Regions from separate parts of the Macaca mulatta genome. Here region 2 is linked to region 1. A link is a contact called in public Hi-C data. All regions are on one chromosome and are shown on one strand. The core of a region is the stretch at or near the end of the contact, and the rest is flanking DNA. Distances in the headings are between cores, read along the strand shown.

Region 1 (4,818 bases), core at 570-3,069:
GGGAATACGGTCACACTGTGACAGATAAGTCCTGTTCCAAGTTTTCTTAGCATGTATGTGTTTGTATGTGTGTGTGTGTGGGTGTGTGTGTCTTTCTCTCAGTGGATCCTGGCCACAGAGTCTTGCTGGGGGATTCCACACCCATGAGATGTGCAAATCTTGAGACTTTTTTGCCGACAAATTTTATCAAGTGTTCACCTTGCCCATGTGTTTCTGTTAGGGACTCAACAGGAAGCAGATGACATAATTCAAAATAGGATAATCTGAGGAAGGTTATTTGCAATGAGACTATTTACAATGGTGTTGGGGGTAGGAACCACGACAGAGGGAGCAGTAACTTGTGGGTCAGCAGCAGCCGTGATGTTATCACTTCCAGACCTGAGGCACAAAGGAAGGGCTATTACCGCAAACTGGAGGGAGGGCCAGGGAGCAGTGACCTTCAGCTGAGGGACCTGCCAACTGGAGGTGACCTTGCCAGTAAGGATCCAGGGGCCTAACCTACTCTAACCGACCTTTCTTTTTCCTCCAGTCTTCTGTGGGGTTCTCCACTGAGCACACCCTAAAGCCAGGGAGCCCAGGGAGCCCAGGGAGCCCTGGGAGCGTGAAGCAATTTGTAGAGGTCAGCCTCCCGGGGCAGAGGGCAGGCAGGAGAAGTATTTGGAGCATACGCAGATGAGGGTATCTGGAGGGGAAAATGTAAGACATCAGGCACTATACTGAACTGTCTAATGGACAGAGTGATTTCAGGTTTTGTAGGGACTGAAGTTCACGTAATTTTGGAGGATCTACTTTAAGAAAAATCAGCTGGGTGTGGCGGCTCATGCCTGTAACTCTAGTGCTTTGGGAGGCCGAGGTGGGGTGGATTGCTTGAGCTCAGGAGGGCAAGACCAGCCTGGGCAACATGGTCAAACCCTGTGTCTACAAAAAATACAAAAATTAGCCAGGAGTGGTGGCCTGTGCCTGTAATCCCAGCTACTTGGGGGGTTGAGGTGGGAGGATTGCTTGAGCCCAGGGGGTCGCGGCTGCAGTGAACGGAGATTGCGCCAAAGCACTGCAGCCTGGGTGACAAAGTGAGATTCTATCTTAAGAAAAAAAAAAAAAGAAAAGTAAAATTGACAAATAAAAAGCAAAAAGCTATGTAAACTCATTGAAGGACCTGCGCAAGTGAGGTCCTGAAGCTTACGCTTCATTGGCTTCATTGTTAATCTCCCTCTGCCTGTGACTTCAGTGATTTTGACCTAGAACAGTGACCCAGTGCCCAATAAGCTTTCAGTCTCATGGATGATGGAGACTTAGCTGAGTATAATAAACACAATGCAAACTGTGGCATACGTTGATTACAGGTGAAACACTGCAGAGGATTAGGTAGACATTGAGATAGGCTTTGAAATAGGCTTCGAAAAACAGTAGGATTTAGACACATGTCAATGATTGGGCAGAATAATACTAATACTATCTGCTATTTATTGAGCACCAACTAAGTTTAAAGTACTGTCTATAGATTATTTCATTTAATCCTAACAGAAACAGGAAACTTATTTTACATCCAACTCTCTGCCAACACAATAAATCAAGCTACTAAGAACAGGGCTGTAAACCATATTTCCTAGAATGCTAGGGAGCAGAAGGACGGGGATCTCCCTTTGCCGCTAAGAGACTCCAACTCCCAGGATGCCTTGGGAGCGCTGGACCACAGCTCCCGGCATTCCCGGGGAGGCGCGGGGCTAGCGTAGCCTCCGTCCCGCCCCGCCGCGTTCCCGCTCGTCCCGCCCCTCCCGTCGCCTCCGAGCCAATGGGAAGGCTCCATACTGCAGGGTGCCAAGGGGCCGGCGCCGCTGCCGAGTTGCGAGTCGGCGAAAGCGGCGGGAAGTTCGTACTGGGCGGAAGGTGACGGCTCTGCGACTTAGGGTAGGGAGGCCGCAGGCGACACTGCTCGAGGACTCGCGCGCCTAGCTGGGGGCGCGGAGGAGGGCGGCCGGGGGCTGGGCCGGCACTGGGCCTTCCGGGCGGTCTGTGGGTCCGCCGGGGTGCGGAAGGCGCCGTCAGCCCTGGCTGCCCCGCGGGACCGCGCTCCGCCGCGTGGCTTCCGCCTGCGCGGGCGTTCACTCTTTGCTTGTCTCGCTCAGGCCCCGCTGGCGATCCCGGGGATTCCTGGACTGGCCAGGCCGGCCCCCATCTGAGCTCCACGTTCTGGACGCGCGTGGTGTCGCGGCCGAGCTCGCAAACGCCGCCTCGGGCGTCGCCGGGAAGCTGGGTCTGTCAGGCGGGGCCCCTGCCCCGCGGAGCTCGCTGTCTACTAGGGAAACAACACACGCAGCTGCGATGCTTTGCGGATACGGACATGCTTTCTTAGAAACGGGACAGGCAGTTGCGGGCTAGAGGAATGGGCGCGAGGCTCTTTAGGTTAGGTGATCCGGAAGGTCATCTCAGAGGATGTGACCTTTGACTTGAAACCTGAGAGGGAAGAGAGAGGCTGACCCCTGAGGATAGCAGCCAGGCCTGGGGACCGCGAGGCCGCCCGTTATTTCCCTGTCACGTCGCGGGGAGGCCCCGTGGTCTTGTACTTGAGGGTCTGTCTGGTGCAAGGCAGTTAGAGCCGCTTGTGGGTTTTGCAAAGGACTTTCGTATCCCGTTTGACAGTTCCTCCTCTGTTCTGTCCCTACCTGGCAGGGTGGCATCCTTTACTGTTGCAGCTCCTTTCAAGGGCAACGCATAGTTTTTCCTGCCACCGAAATAGTATTTTGGTTCTCGTCTCAAAACTCTTAGGTGATTGAATTAAATTCGACAGACAGCAGCGGAGTCAGACACTACAGGTTCCTGTTGAGGCCACCCATTTTTCTGATGTCCTTTCTTTCAAGTCACCCATTTTTGTTTTCCTTTGTATAGGCTCTTGCCTTCCCTCTTCTGTGTCCCTTTCTTGGAACAACTTGGAAACACCAGTTTTGCTATTGGGAGGATGTTTTAGGGAACTGTTGAAGAACCTCATTAATTACTGTGTGTGTGTTTTTCTTTTCTTTTCTTTTCTTTTTTTTTTTTTAAATTGGAATTGCCCATCTGTTGAATCTGAAATTCAAAAGAGTAAAAAAAATGTAGGGCAGCATTTATTTTCAAGAGTTCGCAATAAAGGCACCTTTCTTTATGACATGCTGAGCATGATACTTTGGGGGAGAATTTAATCTAGAATTTTGAAGCATTTTCAGAAGGAAGCAAGGGTTCTTTATATAGTCTTTATGTAGGTTACGTTTATGTTCTTCAAAATGGCATGTAGTGATTGGAATTACATTTCTGGGTGGATATTATTATGTTCATCTGTTACCTATAGAAAGGAATATAACTTAGTCACTTAATAATAGCTTTCTCTGTTGATGCTACCACAGATGGTATTCTCTACATCTCAACATTGCTGATCAGATTCTGTGTTAATACAGTAACACAACTTGAATTTAATAACAATAAACTTGTGTTAGGCGTTACTGTCAATTTAGTTCTGGTATCTAGTACAAATACCAGCTTTATAGTGCAATGGCTTCTTGTTATGCTCAGTGCTGCAAAAATTATGAGAGGATATTTGTTAAACAAATGAGATAATGGAGTAATGTGTTAAGCATAGAGCCTGGCATATAGTAAGTTAGTAAGTGCCCAGGAAATGGTTATATGGAAAGCTTATGCTAAGTTTTATTCCAGTATGCAAGTGTATATTTTAAAAATAACAGTAATGCATTCAAAATGTTGACAGACCCTAAAATTAAATTTCTTAAAGGAAATAGGCCAGCTTTTTTTTTTTTTTTAACTTTGAGAACTAATGTGAAATAATAATAAATATATAAGTGAAATGTCCCAGATGTCTAGAAATGAAAAAACAAGATTTTAATTTTGACAGCTATATTTTTTTTTCTTAAAAGCATCCCTAATAAGATATAATGTACTATGATTAGGATTATGATTTGAAAAATAAAACTTTAAAAATATTTTTGATTTGAAAAATAAAACTTATTTGGAAATGAAGCGAAGCTTTAAGATTTACCTTATATCAAATGAAGGATGTCTCCTGAATTTATGCAAATGTGCAAATGCTTATATCTCCATAGATCAGGCAGTGAGCCTAATGGGAATTAAATGCTCCCTCTTTGTGCGTGTGAGTGAGGCTTTCATGAAAATTGCTCTTGATGGGTTCTGAGAATGGATTGGTAACTGAATAGGACTGGAGAATATTTTTCAGACTGGTAGGATATTTTACATGCTTGCCAGGGTTATTTTTCGGAGAAGAAATGGACTCATTTATTCACCAGAGATCACGTGCCCCCTATTTGCAAGGAATTGTGCTAGGTGCAAAGTCTGTTCTTGCTATTGTAGTGTTTTGCCAAAGCAAGTTTTCTTTGTTTTAAATTAATGTGTGTCTGTTTTGTTTTTTTTTTTTAAACTTTATCTAGCATCCAGCACAGAATAATCCAATAAATGTGTAGAGCACATTTGAAAAACTGTACTATTAATGTTAAAATGTAGAAAATGTTTAATAAAGGTGCAAGATTAATTTAAAAGGGTGATAGAACCCTAATAAAACATTTAGGTAGGTGTTGTAACCAAGATGTAATTTTACTGTAGGATAAGTTTGGCTCCTTTGATCAAAATTCCTGTGAATCTATTTCTCATTGCCATTATAAAGATGCAGAGGGCTGTGTCCTTTGAATTTTTTTCCCTTTGGTGCTTGAATGATATTTAAGCATCCAGCATTCCGAAGTTGCTATTTTGAAGTAATTTCATGCACTTTCCCAATTACTCCTGCTCCATCTCTCCCAATGTTGTCTTAAATCTTTGCAC
Region 2 (4,656 bases), core at 597-3,096, 2.5 Mb after region 1:
CACTCCTAACTGACAACCTTTTTTTTTTTTTTTTCTTCTCGTGGCGGGGATTTTTCACCAACCCCAATCCCCCCACCTTTTTTGAAGTGGGGGAAAGAAGACAAGATCATCCCAGGAGACAGACGGAGGTGGGGAAATGGGGGGTGGGGAGGGGGGCTTGAGCCCTGCAAACAGCCGCGCAGCTGGATTATTTTGCAAATAGCAGGAGGAGGGGAGAGAAAGGCGGCTGCGGAATCCTAGGACCGGCGTGGCCGGCACCCTGCTGGGCCGGGCGCAGGGACCGGGAACCCGGAGCCGGCGGCCGCCCCTGGCCCTACGGCTCCCCCAGCCCGAGCGCACCCCGCTCTCCTCCGCCCGCGCCGTCAGCACGGACCCACGCGCTCGCCAACTTTTCCCCACTTCCCGGCTCCCCCCTCCCCCTCCGCTCCCCCAGCTCCCTCCCCCTCCTCTCCAAACCCCGCCACCAGCGCCGCCGCCGCCACACACGCCGCTCGGAGGGGCGAGCGTCCAGCCGGGCTCGGCGCGCACACACACACTCCTCTAGCCTGCACGCCCCCTCGCAGGCCCCCGAGCCCGAGGCGCGTCCGGCTGCTCGGCGCCCCAACTCCCCCGGCTGCAAAGAAACTTTCCTATGGCCCCCGCCCCCCGCCATGCTGCAGGCCGACGCCGTTGACTCTGCCAGCCAGCGGGCGGCCCCGGCGCCTGGCCCGGCTCGGCTGTTCCGGGCTCCGTGTCCCCAGCCCCAGGCGCCCGGAGCCCCATCTCCGGCCCCTCGCGCGCACTCCGCAGACACTTACGGGTGATGAGCTCCCTCTGGGACAAGTGCTGCGGGTTGCCCTGTTTGCGGCGGGACATTGCCCCGGCATCTATTCTGGCATCGCCCGGAGAGCTGCACTGATGGGGGGAGCCGGGGGAGGGGGTCCGAGTCGCTGCCGCTGCCGCCGCGCCGCTGCCGCCGCCGCCGCCGCCGCCGCCGCGCCTCCTCCTCTGCCCGGGTTGGTGTTTTTTTTCCCTTCCTCTCTTGCCCTCTCTTCCTCCTCTTCTTCTTCTTTATTTTGCTCTTTCTTCTATGCTGTTTTTTGTTTTGTTTGCAAAAAGAAAAAAAAGGGAAGAAAAGCAAGAAAAACCTTTCGATCTAAAATAAGAAAAAGAGGCAAAAAAAAAAAAAAAAAAACTGCTGTTGCTTTCCGCGGACTGGCTGGTTTCTTTAAAAATATATTCTTTCGAAGGAAAAAAAATCTCTTACACTTCTTCAAACTGCTTGGCCTCTTGCACTTGCAAATGTCTTCTTGAACTTAAACTGGATTTTGCACCGGCTCCTGACACTTTCTTTCAGGGTCTGGTAGGTGGAAAGCGCACTTCTACCAGGAGGGGAAAAGAAAAAAAATGCAAACAAATAAAAAAAAAAGAAGAAGAAAAAGCAAAGGAAAAAAAAAGCAAAGAAAACTTGGGGACTTGTCTCGTACCCCCTCACCCCGCCCCCTCAAAAAACCCAAAGCAATGTAAAACTGCCCCGGTTCGGTTGTTTCTGGGTTTTTCTGCGGGCTGCCTGTTTTTGTTTTTTGTTTTTTTTTTCTCGGAGACTGACCCTTCCGAGGCTCTGGGGGGACACCAAGAGAGGCTCCTTCCCAGTTCACCTGGCAGGCTGGCGCCGGCCGGAGGGGCTGCCGAGTCCCCGCGAGCGCTCCCCAGCGCTCCCCTGGCGCCGCGGGCCCGGGGGGAGCGGGGCGGAGGGGCGGCTCGCCCAGTGCGCCTGGGTCGGTGCGGGCGCAGACTGGGAGCTATAGATTGCAACGTGAAGATGGCGGAGTCCGGGTTCTCTGGGAGCTCTCGGTCTCTCTATGGCTGGGGCTGCCTCTGTACAATGGGATAAAATTCAAGTTCAAGTGCGGACGTGACGTTTAATCTGCACTAGAGACAAAAAGACCCAGAGAGTCGGAGCACTGGGGGCGACTAGCGGTGGCTTTTTAACATTGTACCCTGTAAGAGAACAAGAAAGCACACACAGAGACACACTCGCGCGCGCGCACACACTCACATACACACACACAGTCGCCGGTTGCGCACACCCGCAGCCCAAGCCGGACACACGTGCAAACCGCGTTTTTGTGCGCTCCTCATCTCCCCCCAGCCCCGGCTGCGCAAAAGCAGGAGGGGGTTGGGGGGGGGGGACACTGGGCAGCGTATTTTAAAATAAAAGAAAAATCGTCCTTATATCGCCTCCCTCCTGGGAGCAGGACCCCCTGAGAAGGGGGCCGGGGTACTGTGTGAGTGAACTAAATTGAATCAATACAAGTCTCCACCCGCCCAAAAGCTCTTTCGGACTTGGACTTTGGGGGTGGGGGCGTGGACTGTGGAAAAGGGTTGGGGTCGACATGGGAGTTGGGGGACAGTAAGAATTGCTTCGTTTCCGTGGAAAAGTCGCTTGGAAGTTTTTACTTTTGTTTTATGGTCGCGGGCGGGGGCGGGGTGGTGGATGTTGGAGTTCAACTTCCAAAAAGTGTCTCCATATAAATCCTGGTATTACAGACTCTGGGAGGGTGAGGAAGACAAAATAAACGACACTAAAAGAACAGAATCAAGAACACGTGAGGGGCTGAGAAGTGTTTGAGACCTTGTTTGAGTCCCATTTGGAAAAGGATTTTCACTCAAATCTCTGTCCCCTCCCCTCACCTTACCCCCATTAACTCCTAGGGGTCAAACACGGCCCCACCCCCTAAACCGGGTCTATGGCAAGCGAGAGGGTAAGGGGCCCGGGCGCTCCACGTGGGAGAGGGACTTGGACTTGCCGGCCCAGGAGTAGGTGTGGCCAGATCTCCGCAGATACTCGGGTGGGTGACTCCAGGAGGCGCCCCTGACAATCACAGCAACCTGAAAGTCACACCCCGCCCCCCGCGCTCCTCGGCCCAGGGTAGGACTTGAAAATGCCTGTCAGACTGGGAAGGACGCAGCTGCCTTGTCAGCCGTTTGATCTCCAGCCGGCGAGGACAAGAGGAGTTGTGGGGCCTGTCTGTGGCCCGGGGACAAGGCCGGACCACGGCCCCCGTGGACACCCCCTATTCCCCAGGCTGCGGCCAACTTTGTGAATTTGATGACCTGGCCTCCAGGGCTGGGCGCGCCACGCGGCTGGCCTCCTCTCCATTCTCAGGGTTTCTCCGGAGGCGGCCAGGGCGGGTCGGGGCCTGGCTCCCGCTGGGCTTCGCGGGCGAGTCCAGCTGCACCCACCCCACTCCGCCCCCAGGCCTGGCTCCGGCGGCTTCACCCGGACGCATAGCGAGGCCGTGACGCCTCCAGGGGCGCCGCCTCCCTCGGGGCCTTTTCCTCGGGGGGCACACGGGGGTTTTTGTTTTCGTCCCGAAGGTGTTGGGTGGGGCGATGGCACCAACAATTTAACAGCGCCCAGCGTCCGTGAGCAAGAATGGAAAGAGATCCTTTCCAGTCCCATACCCTAAAAAATATAACAATAAAATGTGCCCTGGCTTGCAGTTCTGTAAACTGTGGGCTCCAGGGTGGGCGGACGCGAGGCCGAGCGGACGGAGACCGGGGGCGGGGCGCGGACTTGTACCTCCTCGCCCTGGCCAGGCAGGCTGCACCCGGCTGCCCACTCCCAATACCCCACCTCCACGTGGTCCAAAGTCTACAAGGGCCTCCCTCTTCTGCCATCCCTCTCACTGCAAAAATCTTTCCAGGAAAGTGGCTTAAGTAAGAAAAATATGCCCTCACCCACCTTTAATAAACTTATTAAGACATTCATAAACTGGCCATCCCTACTCGCGCAGACTCTAAATTTGAAAGATCAGCTCGCGCTCTCTTTCTGAGAACTGGCGATGTGAAGCCCAGAGAGGGTGAGCACTTTGCCCTAGGACACACAGCGCATCAGGGACAGGTCTGGACCCAAAACATCGCAGCGTGCCTGCAGCCCAGCGCCGCGGGCGATCCGGGACTTGAAATCCCGACACGCGACCCTCAGGTTGATTACAAGGAAGGGAGACCCCGCCAGTGGCAAGGAGGGATGGGGAGGACCCCTCAGGAAAAGGGGGCCCCTCCGCAGGCGGGCTCTCGGAGTCCCAGTTGCAGCCACCACCCCGCGTGCGGTCAGGGACCGTGCCTGGGGAGGGGGCACCCCCTCCCCACCCCCAGCAGGAAGTAGCGGGCGTGGGCCGGCGAGGGCCCCACCGACCCGAAGAGCACTTCCTCATTGGCCCCGCGCTGCCCCGACGGCGGGAAGAGGGACGCGCGGGCGGGAGGGCGCAGGGCCGGACACGCCGCCGCCCGCCGGCGCGCTCCGCCTCGCGGCAGCCGGGGAGAGGCTGCCCTGCCCCTGCCCAGCCTTGAGCTGGCCCCTTCGCTCTCCTCCTCCCCTGCTTCCTCCACATCTTCCTCCCCCTCCTCCTCCTTCTCCCCCTCCTTCCCCTCCTCCTCCTCCTCCTCTTCTCCCAAGAGGCGGCCGGGCGCAGGCAGGGAGCGATCCCAGCTGCCACTCCAGTCTCCTCTTTTTCCCTCTGCCCGTCTGGCACGGGCCTCATCAGCGCGCAAAGCTGTTAATGTCTGGTCTCACAGCTCCCCCTTTAGTCTTGCTGCGCTCCCTGTCTCGCGTTCCAAGCCGGATCAATAGCCGCCTCTCGGCCGACCTTGACCTCTCCCTCGACCCTGCCT

What was found. Hi-C and Micro-C count contacts between places; a contact is called where the count stands out from the background.
Region 2: a Hi-C map of fetal cortex germinal zone shows a contact between it and region 1, with 4 times the contacts expected there. The contact joins the promoter of BCL11B here to the promoter of VRK1 in region 1. A contact is called at or near these places in 2 of 14 Hi-C or Micro-C datasets (fetal cortex germinal zone and fetal cortical plate).

What each region holds. Positions count from the first base shown.
Region 1 is chr7:170,104,087-170,108,904 of T2T-MMU8v2.0, forward strand. It overlaps VRK1 (VRK serine/threonine kinase 1), which reads left to right and starts at 1,820. Exons shown (of 13, transcript NM_001257676.1): 1 at 1,820-1,908.
Region 2 is chr7:172,591,716-172,596,371 of T2T-MMU8v2.0, forward strand. BCL11B (BCL11 transcription factor B) reads right to left here and starts at 1,847. Exons shown (of 3, transcript XM_077941687.1): 1 at 798-1,847. The coding sequence starts at 855.